Linked DNA regions of Salmo salar: region 2 is linked to region 1. The links are chromatin contacts, called in public Hi-C maps. All regions are on one chromosome and are shown on one strand. Each heading gives the region's core, a stretch centred on a gene start, on an enhancer-like site or on the middle of the called end of the contact. The rest is flanking DNA. Distances are from core to core; before and after follow the strand shown.

Region 1 (6,880 bases), core at 3,193-5,692:
AAACATGGGACCAACACTTACATGTTACGCTTATATTTTTGTTCAGTGTAAAAAAAAAAAAGGATTTCTGATGTAATGATTCTTGATTATATTTGTTACTAGTACATAACATGCCAATAGAATAGCATAGGATTTGGTCTGGAGTGAAACTTGGTCTGGTATCAATTTCTTATGCACTCAGGGACTTGAGATAAAATGGGTGAATATTTCCTTTAAGTCAACAAATGATGTCTTAAGTCCATGTTTTATTGACTTAAGTCCATGTTAAGTCTTATCTCAAGTTTGAATCGGGCCCCCAATGAAGAGCAGTATGCTAGATGTGTTACCAGTGTCACACAGTTACCAGTGTGAATTCTCTATTATGGCCTGCAGATGTCGATGTAGGTTCAAAAATGGTCCTAGCTGTGCAGCTCTCGACTATGAATCTACTCATGCATGATGAGGTGTCATCTTGGGAGGAATAAAGCAGAAATCCAGTTGAAGGCTAGGCCCTAGTGAATGAATGCACAACTTTATGGTGGTTTTATTAACATGTGCTCACCTTAGATAGTGGTCTTTCCCTCACTCAGTCAGAATGTATCTCTTTCAAATGGTGCCTATCTTTCCTATTCACTGAAGCATACAAGTTGATGCTCTGGGATGTGAGCTCATCTTGATATTAGAGTGCTGTTGAGGTTTGAAAAGCTCTGACACTTTGAATCTGGGGTAAACTAAATTCATGGTCTTTTCCCTGACTGTAATTGTGTGAGGCTTTAGCCACAATTAAAGTCCTAATTTAACACCTGATTTACATAACAAATGGCACGTCTCAATAGGTGGTCAAGATATGACATGACATGGCATACATGGGGGGGGGAGGCCAATGACATTACATCAGACCAACTGGCATACATGGAGGTCGTCTTTAAATTCTCTTTGGTTTAGCCTTCATGGAAAAAGCAGAATGAAATGGTCTAGAACTCCAAAAGTAACCCGGTCCGAACAGAGTACTGTACAGAGTATCCTTTTCCCTGGGAAAACATGTTGTCCATTGAAAAACCCTTAGCTATACAGACAGACTGCAGACAAACGTGCATGCATGCATCCATCCATCCATCCATCCATCCACTGACCCTGGCCTGGGAAACTGGACGATTGAGAGTGTAGTTCCCTCTATTTCCATCATGACTTATTATGCTCCATAGTCCCAGGCCTGGCCACAACCCAGACAGACACTTGTGTATGAGACAGGACAGGAAAGAGAGAGAGATTTATGTGGGTAAACACAGAGGGGAGGAGGAGACCCACAGAATAAGAGGATAAAGAAGACAGAAAGAGGGGGACTTGCACTTATTTGATCTTCACTTCGCCAGCAGCATTCACCAGCCCCACTCCAATCCCCCCTGGCCCTCACTGAAGAGCACTTGAGGCTTACATAACATTCCTCAGAGAGACAAAGTGCTCTGTGAAAGAGAACAACGTGAACACGAAGAGATGTTTGTTGTCCATGCCATAGGACAGCACAACACAATTTTAAACAGACTCCTCATATCCTACATCAAACGTTGTCATCATGGATATTGTTCAAAGTGAAAGTTGTGTTACACAGCTCCTTTTCCTCCTCTGTTGCCCTCGGCTTCAATTAACTGCTTCATTTAATTCATGATGTATTATAACAGTTGTGTTGTGGTTCCACAGGAGAATTTGTGAGAAAAAAATGTGCCCTCTTGTCTGACAATGGAAGTGCTAATGATTTTACGTCTCTACCTTTCTTTAAATAATTATGCTGCCTCTCTCAAAACAAACCATTAATTTCCTTGCTAAAGATATGCAGATGTATTTTAACATGGAGCAGAGTGCAAAGCATTCATCTAAGATTAACAGGACAGGACCTTAACTGTGCAGGTTCTGTTGCCATTTGTGAGTGTGTATGTGTACAAGCGTGTGTGTGTGTGCTATATGCCCTATTCAGGCTGTCCAGTGTAAAGTCTGCTGGGTGCGTGTGTTTGTGGTAATTAGGGGAAGCACTTGTGAAATGGGAAGATCAGGAGAAGAGGACTGCAGTCTGGTTCCAGATTATTCACATGCCATAGATTTCTATGTCTCTATAATGATATAGAGGGGCACATGCAAGCAGAAATATGACACCCTATTGATTTTCAGTCACACATAAACAAGTTCTATAGACTTATAAATGGAGTTAATGTGGTAGATCATCTGAGATTGACAGTTACTGGCAAGGCCAGCTTCTCTTTGGATAGTGTCAGTTGGTGAAGAAATAAACACACTGCACTGTAAACACACAATAATGAAATACATTTTATTTGAGATATTGTGTACTTGACTGCATTATGAAATCCTAATATCACATCATCACTGTGTGAATGAAGATATTGCATCAGTGGGAAAGGCTATGTAGGAAAAAGTGAAGACACCTGAGGGATGACAGAGTAAAAAAGGAGAAAGTTCAGAGTTTGAGACAGCTAAGAGACTATTTATGCTTGATCCGAAAATGTGGTCGGAGGCGCCGTAAGATGGTGTGACGCAATTGCGAAGCCTCCGGAGGAACGCAGAGGCCAAACTGAGCTCCGTACCATATCGCCGTGCGCCTCTCAAATGTTCTAACAACGTGGAAGGCTACGTATGCCTCTGCATTTACATGCTTGGTTGACGGTAGGTGAGAGCAGAAGGTAAATCACCATAAATGCTGCACGGCCAACGCAGATGTCGGAATGACTATGCAGCGCCTTTAAAAGATAAATAGATTGAAATACAATACACTGTCGAGTTTCAGGTCTCAGTTGATCTAAACATTGGCAGATGACAAGGGCTTGTCCAGAGCTGAGTGAATGCCCCTGCTCTCAGGCACATCGAGGCGAGGGCTCCCAGGGCTCTGCTGCTGGGGCCACCGACAGGCAGGACGCTCATGTTATGACAGCCACTCACTGCCCCGTGGTGAGGGGTTGTGGGAGAGTTTTGGGAAACTTTGAAGTCATTTTATTTTGATGAGGTCATGAGTGTGGTGTAACCAATGATGTATATATAAATCATTGGGTGTAACCATAGATCATACAATGATCATAAAATGAAACAAATGAAGCATGTACAGTATTTGTTCCACTCTCTCTCACCATCAAAACTGTCCAAGACTCCCTAACAATAGGACTCTGTACCATCTGTAAGCCTGCATCCGTGCAAGGTGTAATGACTCTGGGTCTGGCTGACTGGTATATAGCCAAGTAGCCTGTTGCTAGATCATTGCTTGTTGTAAGTGTAACCGATGTGAAATGGCTAGTTAGTTAGCGGTGGTGCGCGCTAATAGTGTTTCAATCAGTGACGTCACTCGCTCTGAGACTTGAAGTAGGGTTTCCCCTTGCGTTGCAAGGGCTGTGGCTTTTGTGGCGCGATGGGTAACGATGCTTCGTGGGTGTCAGTTGTTGATGTGTGCAAGGGTCCCTGGTTCGAGCCCGGGTTGGGGCGAAGAGAGGGACGGAACCTACACTGTTACATAGATGATCACAAGCGTCTTTTTTCACATACTAGGATATCTGTGTCTGAGCTCTTTGTAGCCCCATTATTAATGTCATTTCATCACTAATCTGACAAGGTATCTCTGAGATTCTAATACCCAGATATTGTGATTTCTTAAAAAAGTCTCTATCAATGTTGTGCTCAGAAAAGTATTCGTAGCATTGACAATGGCTAGGGCACTCTTTAAGATATATTTTTTCCCCCATCTCATTAATTAGACAGAAAGACGTGCAGAACACATCCCAACACACACACACCCTGGGTTGCCTCACACTGTGCCAGGGTGTGGATGAATAGGGTGGCATGAGAGTAATTGTGTCCCTGGTGGCTCTTGAGAAGACATAATACGAGACTCAAATTAAAGCACTGACCTGGTTAGCTTCCAGCCAACAGGAGGGGCGCCCCCCATAATTGCTGTTTGCAAGGATTAGCTAGTTAATTTGTGAACGCCCCAATTAGACTTGGGGTGGGGTGGTGGGGGTGCTCTAGTTGTTGAATAGCGGCAGGGGGTCGGATACACAGATTGGGTTTTTGGAGATAGGATATGGTGGGGGATTACCAGTGGGGTACAGGGGGTTAAGGTTGATACTGGTCCTGTATTAACTTGCCTTCAGAGAGAGGTGAAACATGCACAGAAGAGGAATTAATTCGTACATGGGGAGCAGAGATAGGCCTACAGCAATGGATGATTGTGGACACAAACACACTGGCACATGCGCTACACTCATTGTGCTGCATTCTCCATGCTGTACACAGCAATGTGTCTGAATAAAACCTCCACTTGGTGAGAATATGTGTCAAGGCCAGAGTGTTACTCAAAACATGTCAATCATATTGATCTTCAGAAAAGCTTTATTCATTCTTCAGTTAATGTATTATAATCATGTGTTGTTTTTCACTTATCACGGGGAAATTAAACCCGGTTAAAAACACAGCACGCATGCTTTATTTCATACTCAGTAGCTAAATATGTCCCGTAGCAACACAATTTAAATCAATATTTGCAATAAGGATGACGTAATCTAACTATTTCTTTCTGAGGTGGTGTGGTGGAAGATTGCCTCTCATTTGACGGTATCGCTGGAATCAGGTGAGCTCCCCTTATCGCTGCTCTAGTGGTACAGTCCAATCGCAGTTTGGAGTTGTTGCTGAGGAGGTTTCATGGTCCGGCGGACAGACAAACGTGTTCGGTGAAAGACGGATCTACTTTCAAAATGTTCCTGCCTTGCCTCAGGATTTACCCGCTTCATAAGAGACAGCATGCTGTATTTATTTTTCTTCTGTACAGCTTGACAGGTATGTTATCCATTATGCCCGCTCGCTCTGTAACATTAGCTAATGTAAAATATTTGGAGAAGTTCTGAGTGCAGCCAACGAGAGCGAGCCAGAAAGCCGAGTGTTTCGCGCGACTCTGACTACTTGTATGGGGCTCCTCTACAGTCTGAACAACATTTGTTTTAGTAGTTCATTTTAGATTTGCACTGTATTGTTTCTATAAGAAAGGTTGACTTTACCATTAAGGACTGGGCAAGGCAGGCGTCCTTTTGTTGAGAAGTTTAGTGTTGGAATGGTGCCGCTGCCGATGATTGTGTGATCCGCGGCTGCCATGGAAACATTATTCATGTAGGCATTATTCACAGGAAACCACTGAGGAGCAACAGTGAGGTGCTCTTTAGTGGTGAGACAACTTTGAAGAGCAACACGGTCGCACAGCAACTGCACTCACCTTTACTAGCTTAACTGAAGACGTCTGATCCAAACAGCCAATACTTAGTTGTTGTATTTAATTGAAGTTATGATTCACAATTGTATTTACACCGCTCAAAACTAGGCCTCTTTTAGAGACTCGTTTTGGAGAGTGGGGACTGTGGGTGCTACAGCAAGGAGACCCCTGGCTGCTCCTACCACAAATTCCATAATAGAAGGTAGTCACTCACCTGTGGTGTTAGGTGCTTTTAGCAACACAGGTGTTTATACTGAACAGAAATATAAATGCAACAATTTCAGCAATTTTACTTAGTTACATTTCATATAAGGAAATCAGTCAATTGAAATAAATAAATTAGGGCCTAATCTATGGATTTGACATGACTGGGCAGGGGTGTAGGCATAGGCCCACCCACTTGGGAACCAGGACCACCCACTGGGGAGCCAGGCCCAGCCAATCAGAATGAGTTTTTCCCCATAAAAGGGTGTTATTACAGACATAAATACTCCTTAGTTTCATTTGCTGTCCGGGTGGCTGGTCTCAATTCAATTCTCTGGCAACAGCTCTGGTGGACATTCCTGCAGTCAGCATGCCAATTGCACACTCCCTCAAAACTTGAGACATCTGTGGCATTGTGTTGTGTGACAAAACTGCACATTTTAGTGGTCTTTTAGTGACCCCAGCACAAGGATCATGCTGTTTAATCAGCTTCTTGACATGTAAACTAATTTGTGCACAAAATTTGAGAGAAATAAGCTTTTTGTTCATATGGAACATTTCTGGGATCTTTTATTTCAGCTCATGAAACATGGGACCAACACTTTACATGTTGCATTTATATTTTTGTTCAGTATACATAGCTACAGTAGCGTTGCTTTCAATTGTGTTGGGTTGCACAAAAACAGTCCGTTGGAAGCCAGAAGTTAAATGCAATTCCATTTCAACTTACAGTGCCGGTGGGTGGAACTGTTGGTCATTATTCCTCTCTGCTTACCTCATGGCAAAATAAAAGTCCCCCACGAGTTATTCCTTTTTTGTCCACATATGGCGCATGTGCAGGACTTTTATTTTTACATGACATAAGCGGAGAGGAAGTGTGTTTACAACAGACCCACTTTTGGGAAGTCTGTACTATTAAACAATCTTTTAGATAATTTGTCGGAATTGCCCACCCTGCTTAATGAGCAAGCATCCTGCCCACCAGCACAGTGAATTGAAATGGAATTGTATTTAAAGGTAGATTCCACTAAATTGCATTGCCACGAGCAGCACAGGTGATATTGAGATGAGCTAGATGCAACACTTAGCGCTCAGACAGTCACAAATAGTATCTGCGTGGAAGGGAAGCCACAGGCTTTTGACCCACTATGATGTTGTTTACTTTCTGCATCTACGTCATCTCGCTGAGTCTACCTTTAACTTCTGGTTTTCACGGAATGTATTTGTGCAACCAAATACAATTGAAAGCAATGCTAGTGTATCTAAGTACACCCGCATTGATAAAAGCACCTTCCGTGGTGTCTGTGTCCTAGAAATAGGAACTAGGGAATATCATTGTTCATTTTGGCACTCTTTTTGATATTTAGTCTTTTGACAAAAATGTAATTGTCTTAGTAACATTTTTGCCATTTTAATTATGATTTAGTCTAGTTATTGTCAAAA
Region 2 (6,729 bases), core at 35-2,534, 80 kb after region 1:
GCAAGCCTTCCCTTTTTCCTCCAAACATAACGATGGTCATAATGGCCAAACAGTTCTATTTTTGTTTCATCAAACCAGTGAACATTTCTCCAAAAAGTATGATCTTTGTCCCCATGTGCAGTTGCAAACCATAGTCTGGCTTTTTTATGGCGGTTTTGGAGCAGTGGCTTCTTCCTTGCTGAGCGGCCTTTCAGGTTATGTCGATATAGGAATTCGTTTTACTGTGGATATAGATACTTTTGTACCTGTTTCCTCCAATATCTTCACAAGGTCCTTTGCTGTTGTTCTGGGATTGATTTGCACTTTTCGCACCAAAGTACGTTCATCTCTAGGAGACAAAACGCGTCTCCTTCCTGAGCGGTAAGACGGCTGCGTGGTCCCATGGTGTTTATACTTGCGTACTATTGTTTTGTACAGATGAACATGGTACCTTCAGGCGTTTGGAAATTGCTCCCAAGGATAAACCAGACTTGTGGAGGTCTACAATTTCTTTTCTGAGGTCTTGGCTGATTTCTTTTGATTTTCCCATGATGTCAAGCAAAGAGGCGCTGAGTTTGAAGGTAGGCCTTGAAATACATCCACAGGTACACCTCCAATTGACTCAAATGATGTCAATTAGCCTATCAGAAGCTTCTAAAGCCATGACATCATTTTCTGGAATTTTCTACGCTTTTTAAAGGCACAGTCAACTTAGTGTATGTAAACTTCTGACCCACTGGAATTGTGATGCAATGAATTACAAGTGAAATAATCTGTCTGTAAACAATTGTTGGAAAAATTGCTTGTGTCATGCACAAAGTAGATGTCCTAACCGACTTGCCAAAACTATAGTTTGTTAACAAGAAATTTGTGGAGTGGTTGAAAAACGAGTTTTAATGACTCCATCCTAAGTGTATGTAAACTTCCGACTTGAACTGTATGTATGCTTGACTCTTACTCACCCAAACCCTATCCCTACATTCTAGCAGTTTCTGATTAAGAGCACTAGTTTAATCCTGATAATAATGCTGAAAGTAAGCCTAGATTGTTTTATTAGTTTTGCCATTGATCCAAGGTGTTATTTAACCATTATGATAGTAGTCTGATCGCTTTGTTAAATCTCGACTCTCTGGCTCTTTCACTGGAGTTTCACATTTGGATTCTACAGCCGTTTGTCCCCACGGCCTTGGAGCTGGTGAGTGTGAGAGCAGATTCTTAGTCTGACTGTTGGAGAAGACTCTAATACATCCAGTCTGGCCAAAAGAAACATGACCCTGATCTGAAACCCAGTATTGAACAGCTGTGTGCGAATGGAAAAAAATACTTTCTGTCCCTGCATGCATGTGTGTGTGTGCCACATAGCTCTACTACTCAAACACACCACACACACACACACACACACACACACACACACACACACACACACACACACACACACACACACACACACACACACACACACACACACACACACACACACACACACACACACACACACACACACACACACACACACACACACACACACACAGACTCAGGTTCAGACGGGTGTGTCTACTCTACTCTGGGCCTTCTTGGTGTGTGTCTGATGCCAAAAAAAGGCAGTCGTCCTGAGTGTGACCCTGCCTGTGTCCCCCTGAGGGCGTCCCTACTGACCCTGTGGGCCCGGCTGAATGATTCCAGGCCTCATCCCTCTCTGTCATCACACACACATTAAAGCCCAGGTCTTCTTCTAATGGATCTGGTGCAGTCTTTTGTCACAGAGGCTACTGTGGGAAACACACGCAAGTTCATTAACTATACATCAACCATGTCTTCTCTCCAGGTCTCATCCAAGTAGGAGAGAAGGAGCTGGAGACCTAGGAGCAAGGCAGTTATAAGGGATGCACTTTAGGGTGATCAATCTTTTTAGAAATCAATGATTATGATGAGAGGTAATAAATGACCACAGGTCCAAGTGTATATGTTTTTGATCAGTGGGGAAAGGTTGCAAAAATTAACTATGAACTCAAGCTGCTTTCCAATTCTCTGGAATGTGAGGGTCATCACTACCATAATAGGAAGTACATCCACAACCTAATATTACACGTCCCTGTGTGTATCACCTGGGTGAAGGACAACAATTTGGAGTTAGAGCAAGAGAGATGATACTACAGCTCTCCAAAACAGGAGTGAAGTGTAGAGGAAAGAGCTGACAGTGTAGTGGAGTGAAGATGCTGTGATGGTTGTGTGAGGTGAAGTAGGAGGATGGTTTTTACAACTAGTGTTTAGAACAGGATCCATTGGAGGGGAGTTGGTCAGTGTTTTGCTGGTGGAGGGGGATTGATGTTGAGGGGAACTTGAGTGTGGTTTGAAGGATGTGGGAGGAGATTAGGTTGATTGGCAAGCCAAGCGTGAGGTGAGCCTTTATTAGGGATGGATGTTAACCTAATCATTCTATTAAACCCGGCTTAGCGCCTGTCAATTCTAGTCTGTAATTGATTTAATTCACAGTGGAAACCGTTCCTAACAATTTAATTAATCTGGTCCAACCACTTTGCAATTTCCTGGTTTGCCATCTCACAATAATATGTCCTACGGTGTGAGTTTTAGTCACTGTCTGCTTACATTTTAAGAGTGACAACAAATGTTTTTTATTTTCTCCTGTCTCCCTGCAGGATTGATCTACCTCCAACACACAAACCACCTCCTCCCTACACAGAGAGACCCACAGCCATCCCTCTGGCTGTCCATGCACCACAGGTGGCCTCCCTGTCACAGGTAAACACTGCACTGTACTATTATTGAACACCGCCCTCTGCAACTAGATCCTAGATTTCCTGAAGGGCCAACCCCAGGTGGTGAGGGTAGGCAACATCACCTCCGCCACACTGACCCTCAACACGGGGGCCTCACAGGGGTGTGTGCTTAATCCCCTCCTGTACTCCCTGTTCACCCACAACTGCGTGACCAAACACGACTCCAACACCATCATCAAGATTGCTGACGACGGTATTAGGCCTGATCACTGGCAACGATGAGACAGCCTACAGGGAGGAGGTCAGTGGCCTGGCAGTGTGGTGCCGAGACAACAACCTCTCCCTCAACGTCAGTAAGACCAAGAAGCTGATCGTGGACTACAGGAAACGGAGTGGCAAGCATATCCCCATCCACATCGACAGGGCTGCAATGCAGAGGGTCGAGAGCTTCATGTTCCTCAGGGTCTAAATCAATAAGGACTTAAATTGGTCCACTCACACGCGCACAGTCGTGTAGAAGGCGTGACAGCGCCTCTTCCCCCTCAGGAAGTGGTAAAGGTTTGGTATGGGCCCTCAAATACTTAAAAAGTTATGCAGCTGCACCATTAAGAGCATCTTGACTGGCTGCATCACTGCTTGGAATGACAACTGCACCGCCCTCAATTGCATGGCGCTACAGAGGGTGGTGCAGACAGCCCAGTACATCACTGGGGTCGAGCTCCCTGCCATCAAGGACCTCTATACCAGGTGGTGTGAAAGGAAGGCCCGTACAATTGTTAAATACTCTAGCCACCCAAGCCATAGACTGTTTTCTCTGCTGCCGCACGGCAAGCGGTACCGGTGCATCAAATCTGACACCAACAGGCTTCTTAACAGTTTCTATCCCCAAACCATAAGACTGCTAAATAGCTAACATAATGGCTACACAGACTATCTAAGTTGACCCTTGTATTTTATTTGTTATTTTTGCACTGTCTCTCTATGCACACTCACAGGACTCTACACACTCACGCACACTGACATTCCAACACACACATAACTTGCACACACATTTATACTGACTCTGCACACATGCACACATGCTCACATACAGTCATAATTTATGCTGCTGCTTCTCTGTTTATCATATATCCTAATGCGTAGTCACCTTACCCTATACATGCAGTATTTACCTCTATCACTCCAATATCCCTGCACATTGTAAATTATGGTATTGGAATTGACCCTGTATAAAGCTTGTTACTTAATTTTTATTTCTTGTGTGTTTTTGCTCTGATGTTATTTTTAGTGCTACATTGATATTGATTACTGCATTGTTGGGTTTGGAACTTGCAAGAAAGGAATTTCACTGTAATTGTGCCCGTGACATTAAAACTACACACTTTATTATGTGTAGGGTTGCAGATGGTGTTAGGGTTAGGGCTACATCTGGGGTTAGGGTTGTGGTTAAGGGTGAAGGTTGAACAGTGATGTAGACATGAAGCTAGGGTTAGGTTAGGGTTGTTTCACTACACCACACTGCTCCTAACAGCCCACATGAAAAAATACTACAGTTTACTATAGAATATTATAGTACTTAGTCTAGGATACTAGAGAATTCTGTAGTAAACTGGTGAAATGTAGTATAATGGAGAATACTATACTCCACACTGTAGTATCCCTTGATCATGTGTAGTACTTACACTACTATATCATTTTGTAGTATACTGTAGAATACTAGCTATACTACTCGTAAAGAATAATCAACGAGGGGCTATGTATTCTATGGAAAATAATGAACAACGTGGAAGGTGTGTTCCAAGACGCGCAAGTGTTGAAATGTGTTCAACATCCACTGAAGTAGCTAGCAAGTTTACTAGATAGCGACAGTAGTTGCCATGGTAACCAAACAAACATACTTGCTAGTTTAGCCTACCAAACCATCAATCCTAGCTTGCTATTCTGAAAATCGAATTCAACAATACCAATACTGTTTTCTATTCGACTTTTGCTTTCAAAAGCAGGTCAAACAAAACTTGTAAAAATAATCTATAGCCATTGAATTCTACCGTGCAAATATACTGTGCATTATTGGGAAATAATGCACACTCTAGAATTCCCTTCAAGCCAATCAGAAAGGAGTATTCAACAATGCCATGGTATAAACTGTATTAAAAACTGGGTGGTTCGAGTCCTGAATGCTGATTGGCTGACAGCCGTGGTATATCAGACGTATACCATGGGTATGACAAAACTTGTCTTTCTACTGCTCTAATTACGTTGGTAACCAGTTTATAATAGCAATAAGGCACCTTTGGGGATTGTGGTATAAGGTCAATATACCACGGCTAAGGGCTGTATCCAGGCACTCCGCTTTGCGTCGTGCTTAAGAATAGCAGTTAGCCGTGGTATATTGGCCATATACCACTCCCCATTATGCCTTATTTCTTAAGTACCCCCTCGATCGTGTAGTGCTGACTATAGAATGTTGTAGTATACTGTAGAATAGTATTGTAAATACTACAGTAATGTCTGCAAAAACACTACATTGTTGGCAAAAACACTACAGATTTTTTTTCTATAGTAATACTACATTATTTAATTTTCATATACCCCACCCATTCCCATCCCCATATCCCAATTTGTGCCACCCATGACTGAGAAGTATAGACCATATGCTGTATTGTATTCCATACATGTTATAGAAAACAGCAGTAGCTCTGAACTATCCAGACTCCAGTCCTTCGTACCTACAGGTTATGGAAAATTTGCTCCTTTAGTATTTGTCGAGTAAGTTTCCTCAAGCCCACACTTCTATGTCAAAAATAATTTGATGAGTAATTACTACAATATACTACTATCATGTCTGCAAAAATACCACAGTAAATACTACAGTATACTAAATCAAATCAAATCAAATCAAATTTATTTTTATATAGCCCTTCGTACATCAGCTGATATTCTCAAAGTGCTGTACAGAAACCCAGCCTAAAACCCCAAACAGCAAGCAAAGCATGTGAAAGAAGCACGGTGGCTAGGAAAAACTCCCTAGGAAAAACTCCCTAGAAAGGCCAAAAACCTAGGAAGAAACCTAGAGAGGAACCAGGCTATGAGGGGTGGCCAGTCCTCTTCTGGCTGTGCAGGGTGGATATTATAACAGAACATGGTCAAAATGTTAAAATGTTAAAATGTTCATAAATGACCAGCATGGTCAAATAATAATAATCATAGTAGTTGTCGAGGGTGCAACAAGCACGTCCGGTGAACAGGTCAGGGTTCCATAGCCGCAGGCAGAACAGTTGAAACTGGAGCAGCAGCACGGCCAGGTGGACTGGGGACAGCAAGGAGTCATCATACCAGGTAGTCCTGAGGCATGGTCCTAGGGCTCAGGTCCTCCGAGAGAAAGACAGAAAGAGAGAAAGAGAGAATTAGAGAGAGCATATTTAAATACACACAGGACACCGGATAAGACAAGAGAAATACTCCAGATGTAACAGACTGACCCTAGCCCCCCGACACATAAACTACTGCAGCATAAATACTGGAGGCTGAGACAGGAGGGATCAGAAGACACTGTGGCCCCATCCGATAATACCCCGGACAGGGCCAAACAGGCAGGATATAACCCCACCCACTTTGCCAAAGCACAGCCCCCACACCACTCGAGGGATGTCTCCAACCACCAACTTACCGTCCTAAGACAAGGCCGAGTATAGCCCACAACGATCTCCGCCATGGCACAACCCAAGGGGGGGCGCCAACCCAGACAGGAAGACCACGTCAGTGACTCAACCCACTCAAGTGACGCACCCCTCCCATGGACGGCATGGAAGAACACCAGTAGGCCAGTGACTCAGCCTCTGTAAAAGGGTTAGAGGCAGAGAATCCCAGTGGAAAGAGGGGAACCGGCAAGGCAGAGACAGCAAGGGCGGTTCGTTGCTCCAGCCTTTCCGTTCACCCTCACACTCCTGGGCCAGACTACACTTAATCATAGGACCTACTGAAGAGATAAGTCTTCAGTAAAGACTTAAAG

Evidence for each region. A called contact is a pair of places that touch in the nucleus more often than the background predicts.
Region 2: a Hi-C map of muscle shows a contact between it and region 1, with 5 times the contacts expected there. The contact joins the enhancer-like site here to the promoter of LOC106568037 in region 1. A contact is called at or near these places in 2 of 3 Hi-C or Micro-C datasets (gill and muscle).

What each region holds. Positions count from the first base shown.
Region 1 is chrssa13:84,625,705-84,632,584 of Ssal_v3.1, forward strand. LOC106568037 (nectin-3-like protein) reads left to right here and starts at 4,443. Exons shown (of 8, transcript XM_045692301.1): 1 at 4,443-4,806. The coding sequence starts at 4,725.
Region 2 is chrssa13:84,709,192-84,715,920 of Ssal_v3.1, forward strand. It overlaps LOC106568037 (nectin-3-like protein), which reads left to right. Exons shown (of 8, transcript XM_045692301.1): 7 at 2,637-2,739. Among protein-coding and RNA genes, the nearest start is that of trnav-uac, 21 kb to the left of the region's middle. Within about 2 kb of position 1,285, at least 1 of the 13 cell types and tissues checked has an H3K27ac peak or open chromatin away from gene starts, as enhancers often do. A contact at or near this core is called in muscle, where this site is marked.